2 separate regions of the Urocitellus parryii genome follow, and region 1 is linked to region 2. Evidence: chromatin contacts called from public Hi-C data. All regions are on one chromosome and are shown on one strand. Each heading gives the region's core, a stretch centred on a gene start, on an enhancer-like site or on the middle of the called end of the contact. The rest is flanking DNA. Distances are from core to core; before and after follow the strand shown. Region 1 holds the start of Hibch (3-hydroxyisobutyryl-CoA hydrolase). Region 2 holds the start of Pms1 (PMS1 homolog 1, mismatch repair system component).

What was found. A called contact is a pair of places that touch in the nucleus more often than the background predicts.
Region 1: a contact with region 2 is called in a Hi-C map of muscle, with 4 times the contacts expected there. The contact joins the promoter of Hibch here to the promoter of Pms1 in region 2. A contact is called at or near these places in 2 of 2 Hi-C or Micro-C datasets (liver and muscle).

Annotation. Positions count from the first base shown.
Region 1 is chr1:240,714,128-240,720,146 of mUroPar1.hap1, reverse strand. It overlaps Hibch (3-hydroxyisobutyryl-CoA hydrolase), which reads left to right and starts at 4,243. Exons shown (of 14, transcript XM_026389056.2): 1 at 4,243-4,437. The coding sequence starts at 4,403.
Region 2 is chr1:240,310,567-240,316,417 of mUroPar1.hap1, reverse strand. It overlaps Pms1 (PMS1 homolog 1, mismatch repair system component), which reads right to left and starts at 1,859. Exons shown (of 13, transcript XM_026389060.2): 1 at 1,773-1,859. Ormdl1 (ORMDL sphingolipid biosynthesis regulator 1) reads left to right here and starts at 1,974. Exons shown (of 5, transcript XM_077803035.1): 1 at 1,974-2,077; 2 at 3,688-3,868. The coding sequence starts at 3,695.

The DNA of each region.
Region 1 (6,019 bases), core at 2,994-5,493, 400 kb before region 2:
AGTAAGAAATCAAGATAGAGCTGAGCAGGTAAGACAACCCCAGGCAGGTTACAGTTAAGAAAGGGTAGGCCCTGAAGCTTCTTTCAGAAGTGGGTTTTGGTGGGGCTGCGGTTGTAGCTTAGTGGTAGAGTGCTTGCCTAGCATGTGTGAGGCATTGGGTTTGATCCTCAGCACCACATAAAAACAAATAAATTAAAAAAATGAAGGAGTTGTATCTGTTTACAACTAAAAAATTTTTTAAAAAAGAGTGGGTTTTTATGACAGAATAAGCATCTAATTTCTGGCTTTGGCAGACATCCTTGATCTGCAGAGGAGCTTGAGGGAAAGGGCAGGGATGGGTGTGTTGAGGATGCCTAATTCAATGATGGTGACTGGCAGGCTCTCCAGGGCTCTTCACTGGTTTCCAATCATTGATTTCCAATGGGGGAAAGTAGGAGAGAACCCCTTTTCTGACCTTCAGTCCTGGAGTTGGTTCTGGATAATATTTGACATGTTGTAGAATTAATTCAAGGAGTACTTGCATTTTGACAAATAAAATTTGCAACCTTATTTTTAATACCAAGGCCAGCCTATGAGAGTTATTTCCATACCATACAAAATATTAGAGTTATTTATACATAAAATTTCCTTTGTGGTTAATTAGAATACCAAATTTGCAAGACTACTTACCATATCCCAGTGATAGGTTTTTAAAAGATTCAGACAAAATATTAAGAGTTCCTATCCTCAAGGAATGCACAGTTTGCTTGTATGAGAAAATTAGCATTCAGCAAAGAATTAGGGAAGAAATAAGTGATGAATTGTGGTATTGATTTGAAGTGTAGTTTGAATTCAGGAAAGGCAAGTTCAGTACAAGTTGAATAAAAGATTATTGCAGGAAGATTAGACTTAAGCCTTTGGAATGAAGAAAGTTTAGAAGAAGATAAAAAGAGAATGAATGGCTTTGTGGTATGAGTTAAGGCACAAAGGCAGAACATTAATATCATGTGCTCAGTGACATACAGGATATGTGTGACTGTAATTGGAGCAAGTAAACAGGAAAAAAAGGTTGGAAAGTTGTAAGGTGGATCACAGTTTTGTTACCTCAAAATTCAGTCAGTTTGAACTGAATATTATAGACAACTGTTGCCTAATATAGATGCAATGTAAGTCATGTGTATAATTTAAAAATTTCCAGTGGCCACATTAAAAATGTGCAAAGAAACAGGTGAAGTTAATTTTTAACAATGTAGTTTCTCTAATTCAGAGTATCCAAATACTGTAATTTTATCATATATTAAACATAAAATTTTAGACTACTTTAGTGTTTTAATTTAAATTTTAAGAACTTCAGTTCTTCAATAGCTGCATTTCAATAGCTCAATAGCCTTGTATAAGCATTGAACAGCATAGCTATCGATAAATGTGAGATTGTTTATTTTCAGAATAATAAAAAATGGTACCTTAGGAAGATTTGTTGTCAGTTATATAAGAATGAATTTAAGGGTGTCATGGTTGGGGGAGAAGATAAGTTAGATCTGGAATGAGTTCAACATGGGTACTAGAATGGTAGCAGTGAGGAGTTGAAAGAATAGGGCAAATCTGAGAAATATGTCAAAGAAAAAATAGATATGCTTTGATGACTATTTGGCAATTAAAAAGAAATCAAGTTGATAGCCAGCTTCAAACAATCCTTAAAGATCTTTGCCTCCTGGTATTCATTCCCTTCCATGCTAACCCAGGGGTGATTTTTTTAATGAAATAAGCAGTAGTTATGGCACGACAGTCTCTAGCTACAGGCAATCACCATCATCTTGCTTCCTTACTTGGTCACAAAAATGAATGGGTCATCTTATCCAGCATAGTATACTAGCAAGACATGGATTTCCTGTTTTATGACCTGAGATTCAAAGTTTTCTTGTCCCTCTAGCTTCTGTGTCTCACAATGCTACCTGTGTCTCACAAGGTCCCTTGCTTGGTTTAATGTTCTACTGTTAATTTTTTAATAAAGGACCCCACATTTTCATTTTCATTTTGCACTAGGCCAGCAAATTATGTAATCAGTCCTGGCTCTAGCATCACTATGAATTTCAAAATATTTTTATTATTCCACAAAGAAAGTCTGTAATTTTAGCTGTACCCCTAGTCCTCCATTTCCTGGGTAACCCCTGGTGTGCTTTCTGTCTACATATTTGCTTATATAGACACTCATAAATGGAATTATATAACATGTGGTCTTTGTAACCAGCTTCTTCCACTCAGCATAACTCATTCATGTGGTAACACGTATCAGTACTTCATTTCTTTTTCTTGTTCAATAATACTTCATTGTATGGATGTACAACTTTTTTAAAAATATCTCTTTGTCAGTGCGTGGACAAGATTGTTTCCACTTTCTGGCTATTAAAAATAGTGATGCTGTGATTAACCATGTACAAGTTTTTATGTGGGCTCTGTTTTCCTTTCTCTTAGGCATATGCCTATGAGTGGCATTGTTGGGCCAGATGGAAACTGTTTTACCATTTGAGAAAGTGTGCTAGTGATGGGACTGATTACACTTAATAGTATACTTTAAATGGATGAATTATATGGTATGTTAATTATATCTGCCTTTAAAAAAATAATTCAGGTTTCTCCATATACTCATCATCATTTTGTGATTTTTTTTTAGTTGTAGATGGAAAGAATACCTTTATTTTGTTTATTTTTATATGGTACTGAGGATCAAACCCAGTGCCTCACACATGCCAGGCAAGTGCTCTACCACTGAGCCACAACCCCAGCCCCTTTGAAATCTTTTTAATTTTAGTCGTGCTAGTATATGTAGAGTGTTGTCAAGTTGTGGTTTTCATTTCATTTTCCTAGTGTCTAAGATGTTGAGCACTTTTTCATGTTTACTACTTTCTTTTGTAAAAGTACCTATTCAATTTTATTGCCTATTTTTAGGTTTGATTTTCTTTTTATTATTGTTTGATATGCAATCGTCAATTACTGTAACACATTACCTCCAAATTTATAAATCAATAAACATTATTTCCACAGGTTGTGTAAGCCAGGGAGAGGCTTAGCCAGGTGTTCTGGCTCAGCTTCTCATGAGGCTGCAAACTGGTAGCTGGGATTGCAGTTATCTAAATATTCACCTGGGAGGGGAGGGACCACTTCCAAACTCATGACACTGGCAAGCCTCAAGTCCTTGCCACCTGGGCCTTTCCAGAGAACTGCTTACAGTTTAACTACTGGCTTCCTCCAGGGCTAGGGATCCTAGAGAGAGGACCACCAATGCAGAAGCCACAGTGTCTTTTATAACCTAATCTTGGAAGTGTCTGAATCGTAGAGTTTGTGGAGAACGTGGGAGTAGTAGAGTTTGCCGAGGCTTCAATCCCCAGCACTGAAGAAACAAAACTCCTTTAATTTCCCCTCTTAAACTCTTCACTGAATTTTTTATTTCTCATAAATACAAATACTTGATTGGTGATGAAATGTTGGCTGCTAGACTTTTGGGTGGATCTGAGAGCAACTCTACAGTGTATTCTAGTGGTTTAGTTAAATCTTGTTTTAAGTTACTTTTTGAATATAATTAATCTTTCGCTGATAAAGTAATATTTTTAGTTTAGTTAATGAGGACATCATAAATATCCTTTTTTTTTTTTTTTGTACCAGGGATTGAACCCAGAGGCTCTTAACCACCGAGACACATCCATAGCATCCCTTGCCTTTCAAAGTTGCTTAGGGCCTCATTAAGTTGCTGAGTCTGGCTTTGAACTCTTTATCCTCCAGACTCAGCCTTCCCAGCCACTGGGGTTACAGGGGCGTGCCACCGCTCCTGACCTATCACCTCTGAATCAGATTTTCTTGTCTGTCATTGAGAAAGATGGGGGGATGTATAATTTATCCCAAGAAAATTGCAAATGTTCCAATTCTAGCATGAAAGGATTTCAACTATATTGGGTTACAAATAAGCTACATCGATATTTCATCTGCTTTATTCTCAAAGAATATTAAATAACATTTTTAATTTAAAATCATTAAAATTTCAGAAAAGTCATTGACATCAATCCCAGCTGGCCAAGACTGTTTGGGCTTTTCCCAAGACCGCCTCTGGAGGGCAATCTTCTTTCCTGCCAATCCGACAGAGTCAACTCTAGCCTCTCTCCCACAGCGCTCCTCAGCTCTTTCTCTCTGCTTTCGCTTTGGCCCCGCCCACGGCCCTGGCCCCGCCCCAGCCCGTCGCTCAATCCATTTCCTCCTGTGGTTGCTCTTGCCCCGCCCCTCAGCATAGCGTAGAGGAAGAGACGCCGTGGGCCGCTCTGGCATCTTGGAGGACTTGTCCTCTGTGTCGCGCGGCGTGGGACTGTTCAGGTCTGTCGTGAGGCGCAAATCCTGTGCATCTTTCTAGCTGCTTTAGCTCCGGATTTTTTTGGCGATGCGACAGCAGAACGTGTGGAGGCTAATGTCGAGGTAAGTGCCAAGGGCAGGCTCATTACCTACTCTCGCCCAGGTGAGAAAAGGGTCATGGGTGGCCGACTGTTTGGCTTCCAAGTTTCGAGTCCCACTTGTAGGCACAGCCTTCAAACCCGGCTTGCATGCTCTGATGCCCCCACGCCCTCTGCCCAGCTTTCCGCTTCTCTTCCTTCAGCAACATCTTTGCAGCATTACCTCCATTTTCTGTCACTGGCTCCTAAATCATAAGCCACGGCGTTTTTTTCTTTTGGCCTCTATTTCTTTCATTTATTAAAGGTGGGGTACAGTTTTGGGTCATGTAGGGGTTTAAGTTAGAGTAAATTAACATGTGTCACGTTTTATGCAGCTAACAGAGGTGCTTTGCTAGTTGTTACACCTGTGCTGGTGGTGTGTGCCTTGGTTGGCTTTATTAGATAATTCCAGCGTTGTTATAGGGGTCTGGAACTTAGGGAATAGTGTTGAGGATATTTGACGTGACTTAGTGGGGAATGTGTGAAGACGTTAACTTTTTAAAAGTGCTCTTCACTGCAGGTTGGGCTCAGCACAGCAACTGTGGAAGCAATCATTTTAATGATAGGAAATTAGGCTGCATCAGTTTTAAGGCCTACTGCCTGCCCTTAAATAATACCACGTAGCAGCTGTGCCTCCTTGAAGGGGGATTTATTATTTCCTCCACAAGTTATTTCTGCTTAAGAATTTGCTTTAGGGAGTTTCTGCAAAGGGATTCATAGCGTTTCTTTGAAGAATAGTTATTGTTTCAGTAAAAAGTGTCTTTTGGTCTGACATTGTATCCATTGACCTGATTCTCAAATGTTTGTTAGGCTTTGAAGAGTCACATTTTGTTTTCTTGGTATCTTAAAATTCCTCCCTGTACTTCTCATCACCTCATGGAGAAACTTAGTAAATACTAAGAATATCAGTACATATTTCATTGCCTCTGCTTTTTTGATGTAAGCAAATACCAAATTATTTGATAAACAAGACACGTTTATTGACCTTAACTTAGTTGGGTAAGAATATGTTCCCACTGTTCATCTTGAGCCGGAGTCCAGGCTGCAGCAAAATAAGGGGGGGGGGGGTGTGACGAATAACTTGTGTACATTGATACAGCAGGAGTAGGAGCCAGGTATTGTAGGACAACAGAGGTATTTATACATTTTGCACAGCTTATCTTAATTAGCATAAACTAGATACATCAGTCAACCAATAAGGAATCTCCACACTTAATGGCTCGCTTTTGTTACTTCACAAACCACTCCCTCTGGCATTTTGCCAGGCACCATCCAGACTTGTTTACTAGCTCTAACATTCCCCTGGCAAAATACCAGGTGTTATTTTGACTTGTTTACAGACCTTAACAATCTTGGGTTTATTCCCCCCACATTTCAAGATGCAGACTGGATTAGGTGAAGCCAGGACTAGTTTGGAGATTTTGTTTAGATATGCATTTTCCAGATCCAGCTCTGAAGTGGGTATTATACTAACAAAACAGGACCTGAGGCTGGGTCATCCAGTCTGTTTGCCTAATCCACAAATGTATAAGGGAATAGGATGCCCCAGAGTGTTTTTGAGAGGTAAA
Region 2 (5,851 bases), core at 610-3,109:
AAAATTTAGAAATTAAAGACATCATAGCAGGGGCTGGGGATGTGGCTCAAGCGGTAGCACGCTCGCCTGGCATGCGTGCGGCCTGGGTTCGATCCTCAGCACCACATACAAACAAGGATGTTGTGTCCGCCTATAACTAAAAAATAAATATTAAAATTCTCTCTCTCTCCCCCTCTCTCACTCTCTCTTAAAAAAAAAAAAAAGACATCATAGCAATTCTCACCCTCTACCACCTGGCATCCAGTCCTATCTATCCTACTTTCTAAATATTTCTCAAAATAATCTTCTGCATACTGACTGTTCACCAGCTCAACATTTCTCCTCTGACTTACTATAGTTGTCACCTAATTAATACTGTGACTCAAATATCAACCTTCCATTATTTATTTTTTCATTTAAATTTCATCACATTGCTACCTTAAAATTTTTATAAGATTTCCAACCACTAACTAGATTAAATCCAAACTCCTAATAACTGGATCTTTATCTACCTTTCTTATCTCATCCCACCATTCCCAAGGCCAGTCCTCCTACACAATTTGTCTCTTCTAAACATGGTAAACTCACTCCTTTAGCTCACAGGGTTGCTTCTTCCTAAGAGGATAATCAGCCTTGCAGATTTGGGTTAAGTATCCTCAAGAAAGCCTTTCTCTCCTGTTCCAACTCCTACTCCCTTCAATCACCAGTAAATTAGACATTCCTTCCTCTGTAATACCTTTTCTTTATTTTTAACCCAAACTCATCCCAAATTATTCTATTTGTTTGTCCCTTCCTCCAGGTTCAGAGTGCTTTAAGGATGTAGTTTTTATAATCACTTGTCCCTAGAATGTAGCATTCTACCATGAGTATCAAATGACCTCTTCTTAAAAGTAGAAGGGTTGGTGTCAGGCTTCCAAGTCACAGCATAGATAGAATAGAATGTCTGAGAATGTCAGGATAGTCAGTCTTTCATTTGTGTTGAGAGGAAAACTGAATATTCATAAAGAGCTGAGGACCAGGAAAGTCAGTTAAGGACTACAGAAAGAGAAGTAGAGATCAGAGAATTCACAGATTTTAAGGAGAACACAAATTATTTAAAGAACAAAATAAATCTAACCCAATTGTTTTCACAGAACCAACAGAAATACAAAATATTTACATATAGATAACCAACGTTCTCCAAAATCAACTCTGAAATATTTCAGCAACGAAAATCACAAGCTTTACATACTGCGAAGGTAAAGGAAATTTGATTTCAAAGACGATTCCAAAAACTAATCATGTTTCCTCTCACTCCTCAAATAAGATCAGTTTTTGGTATCCACATTTTCTCAGGATGTAACACTGGTGCCCGTTCTCAATAGAGATAAACGCCGAAAGACATCGGCAAAAATAAGGATTAAATGAAGACTTTACCTGTACCCCTTGCAGGTCACCAAATTACGTTATAATACGTCACACTCGCTTGCAAGACTAGTTACGGCTGTGGTGGATTAAATTTTCTGCTAGGAAACAACTTATAAAAACCTGTACCCAAGAAGGTTTGGGAAATGCACTACAACAAAATTCAAAGCAAGGCACTGAGGCACCCAGCTCCGCACGTGTGCGCGCTCCGCAGCTCCGCTACACCCACTTCCCGCCCCTGGAGGAGGCGCCCACCGCGGCCTGCAGCGCTCACGCTCCGACTAAGACAAGTCGAGGGAGAGGGAACTGTCGAGCCTACCAGCATATCAGAACTAATGCCTATTAGGCACAAGACACTGTCTTCCAGCTCGCGCAAGGTAGGCAATTACCATCCACCAGCGGCAAGCAGCCAGCGTCCCTCGCGGAACCCAGGCCCAGCCGCTTGAGTTGCCCCGCTAGCCCTTAGCGCACGCGCGCTGTGGGAAGGGAACCGCGCGCCTCTTGGTCCCGCCTTGCCCGAGGAGGCGGGACTGGCGCTGTTGGCGGCCAATCCCCTGGCGGTGAGTGCGCTAGGACGGCGTCGGCACGCGGGGCGCCGCGCTAGGGCAGACTTGGCTTTCGTAGCGTGAGCGTAAGCTGAGGTTGCCGCTGGGTTGCTCTAGCGCCGTGCCGGCCGCCGGGAACCGGTCGGCGGGTAAGTGGATACCAGTGCGTGGGACTGTGCTGCTGTCTTGGCTAGGAGCGAGCTTCTGGAGGCCCAGAATCTACTTCGTGGAGAGGGGCCCGGGCTGCACCCGGGGCGCTCTGCCCGGCCCTGCCGGCTAAGCGGCCGTAGGTACTCTCCCTCAAACCCTCGCTGTTGTGCCACGGCCGTGACAGGAGGTACGACGCGACAACGAAGGTCAGGGTGGGGGTTTCCACCCCCCTGGAGGCTTCCCGGGGCGGTCTGGTAGGCTGGGGAGTTCCCAGTGCGGGCCGCTGCGGGTCGCCCTCGCCAAAGGCCTGGGCGAGGGCAGAGCTGAGAGTCTCTTCACTGTCTGAGAAGTCATTGTCTGCGGCACACCTGCTGGGAATGGTTTCCGAACTGAAGTAGGATCAGTACCACCCCAGCTTTGCCTGCGGCTGACATGTGAATTTTAGGCCTTCTTTGAAAATTGTTTGCGAAGACAGTGTGGAAATTGGGAAAACTATCTTAAGTCATGTTCTAAGTACAATTTGTAAAATGTAAAAATAAGGTACCATAAATGATGGGTTTTTATAGTAGAAGAAATATTTACACACAAAACTAACTTTTGTCTTATTGTAACTAACTTTCATCACCTTAAGCCTGATGCCTATTCCATAGATCTTGACAGGGTAAAAGGACATTATATTCCGGAAACACTTGCTGGGATATGGTTATGAAAAAATTCCTCTTTGCTAGCTCTGTAGTAAAAAAGAGTCAATGTATATTTTTAATGGGGGGTTCTTAAAATGTAATCTAACCCCATTTCCCCCCTTCTTAGACTTCTAATAGATATTCTTTAGGACAATTTGATATTGTTTAAGGAATTCTTAGACCTAAGTAAACATTATAATTAAAATGACTGAGGGCTACTGTCATTTCTTACTTTGGTGTTTATTTTGAATATAAAAGAGGAAGGGAAAACTTTCAAAAAAGGAAGAAAAACTAAAGTTTTAGAGTTATTGAAATATTCGAAGAAAGATTTATTGCTTTTTTTAATCTAGTGTGTCACAAAATTGAGAAACAAACCTATCCCTGACCACATAAATTTTACACATTATATCAACATGTTCTTTCCAGGTTCAGTACTCAAAAAGGAGTACTTTGAACTCTTTGACTATTGTATGGGTACAACATTACATTAGATATAAGCATCTCACTACTCAGAACAGACTGGCGACGGTCGGTTCTTCCCTCCCCCCCCCTTTTTTTTTTTTAATGTTTATTCTGTTGGTAAATTTAGCTCATGACTTAACTGCGCTCATAATGTAAAAAAAAAAATAGACATTTCTCTTTTAAGTTTGAGTTTTCCTGTCCATTATTTCATTCACTAAAACTGACATCCTAGAAGACAAGTTTTAGGAAAGGGAACCATAAAAATAAGTCTTGTTTACCTTACCATTAAGTAAGATATTAAAGCTTCTTTGCTGCCTATACCAGCATCTGCAAGTAGCACATTTTGGAGGGTGTGTGTTCTATTTCAGAATAACAAGGAAAAATAATCCTGGTAATATTTCATTGTGTCAGAATTAGGAGTATTTAGATTTCCAGCTGTATCACTGTTTATTTTTTCTCTTTAGAGCAAACATGAATGTTGGAGTTGCCCACAGTGAAGTGAATCCAAATACCCGTGTAATGAATAGCCGGGGTATGTGGCTGACATATGCATTGGGAGTTGGCTTGCTCCATATTGTCTTACTCAGCATTCCTTTCTTCAGTGTTCCTGTTGCTTGGACCTTAACAAATATTATACATAATCTGGTAAGAATTTCACTTTATTATAAACACTTAAAATCTGAAGAGAGAGTGGTTGTCAGAGGCTAAGGGGAAGAAGGAATGGGGATTTATTGTCTAATGGGTATAGTTTTAATTTTGCAAAATGAAAGAAGTTCTGGTTCCATAACAATATGAATGTACTTAATACGTTATAAAGAAAAGCATAGATAGTATTTTGTGAGTTTTCCTTGTTGTAGGGTTTTTTTGTTTTGTTTTGTTTTCTGGCTGTGCTGGGGATCAAACCCAGGGTCTTGAGCATCCTAAGCAAGTCCTGTACCATTGAGCTACACCCGCAAACCAACAACTTAGTGTGTTCTAACAGATTTATAAAGATATAGTTCATATACTATAAAATTCACCTATTTAAAATGTGTAGTTCATCGCCAACATTATAAAAAAATTATACAGTTCAGTAGTTTGTAGTGTATAAGTGTCAGTTTTAAAGAATTATAATCTGGGATAGGATTTTATTTTTTTCTACCACACTTTAGCATTGGACCTTTATTCTAAGTGGGACTTTTCCTCCTATTGTTTGTATAGAATCTATCAATCAACCAGAGTATTTCAGAAGCAATTGTGATTTTTGGTTACCTACAATCCAATTAAAAATCTTTTATTTTAATCCTTCTTAAGTCTTTCTAAATTGTGTACGTATACTTTCTTGTTTCAGTAGAGATTTTAACATTGTTAAAATCTGTTTAATCATGTTTAGCATCTTATGATGCCTTCACTGTATTTGATCTCACTCTCTCTGTATATTAACTGTATTGTATTAGCTCTACAAAGTATCAGAAATTTGACTCTACCTATCATATTAATGCAGCCCTGGCAGCCCTGGAATTTGCTTGTTAAAAACCAAAACCCACTCACACAACAATCTTGATGATAGTGACTTTTCTTGTCTTTAATAACTTAATGAAGTAGAATGAAAGAAAAATAAAGTTAATAGAGAAGTTTAATTGAATACAAATGAACTGTTTAAAGATATTTTTAAAATGAAGAACTCAGAACAATAAGAAAAATGTAGAAGAAATAGATTTTTAAAAATTAACATTTATTTTACATTTTCCTGGAGTATACTTGAAATTGACCAAAGGAGGTCAAGGGTGACATGCTGGTGAAAATGATAGGTGAATATTCATTTAGTCTATTTTATGTGATAGACCTGAGTAGGTCAAACACTGTTGTGTGTATTTGTTTGTAAGACATGGAGGTCTCCCTGTGTTGCAAAGACTGGTTCCAAATTCTTTGGGCTCAGGTGATCCTCCTTCTACCTCAGCTTTCCTAGTAGCTAGGACTAGAGGCACATGCCATAACATAACACCCAGTGAACACTGGTTTTCACTTCTGTGAAATATTTGACACTATTACCTTCTTTTTATTGAAAGTCTTCCTTGGCTTCTATGGGATCACTTTCTCTAAGGTATATTTCTGATTTCCTTCTCAGTCATTATTGCAGGGTCTTTATGTCTTTTCTTTTCATAAATATTGCTGATCCTTTTTTTTTTATCTCTTGTGCTATGTATTCTATGTAGATTACTTCATCTACCCATATTTTGAGTTTCTACATGTAGATTAATGATGCTCAAATGCATATTACCAGATCACTATGAATCATAAACCAAAAAAGTACCGTCTAAACTCATCATATTCTTGATTTCTGATGGTTATTAATCTTATCTAGAGACATCAGGGTCTGCCAGATAAACCAGCCAGACAGCTGAATGTCAATGGTAAAGCGATGGATATAATGTATCATTCAGACTGAAACTGTTTTAAGAATAAAAGAGAGCTCTAGTAATAACTACTCCAAGAGAATAGGTATAAATCAGAACTGTCCTATGCAAACCAGGATATGTGGTCCTCATTTTCCTTTATTTTCCCTATCCTTTTGGTCAGAACCCTTTCTGTCTTTCTGCTTTACTGTCAGCTATATCCCCACACCCTCATTTTTTTACTCAGGTAAAT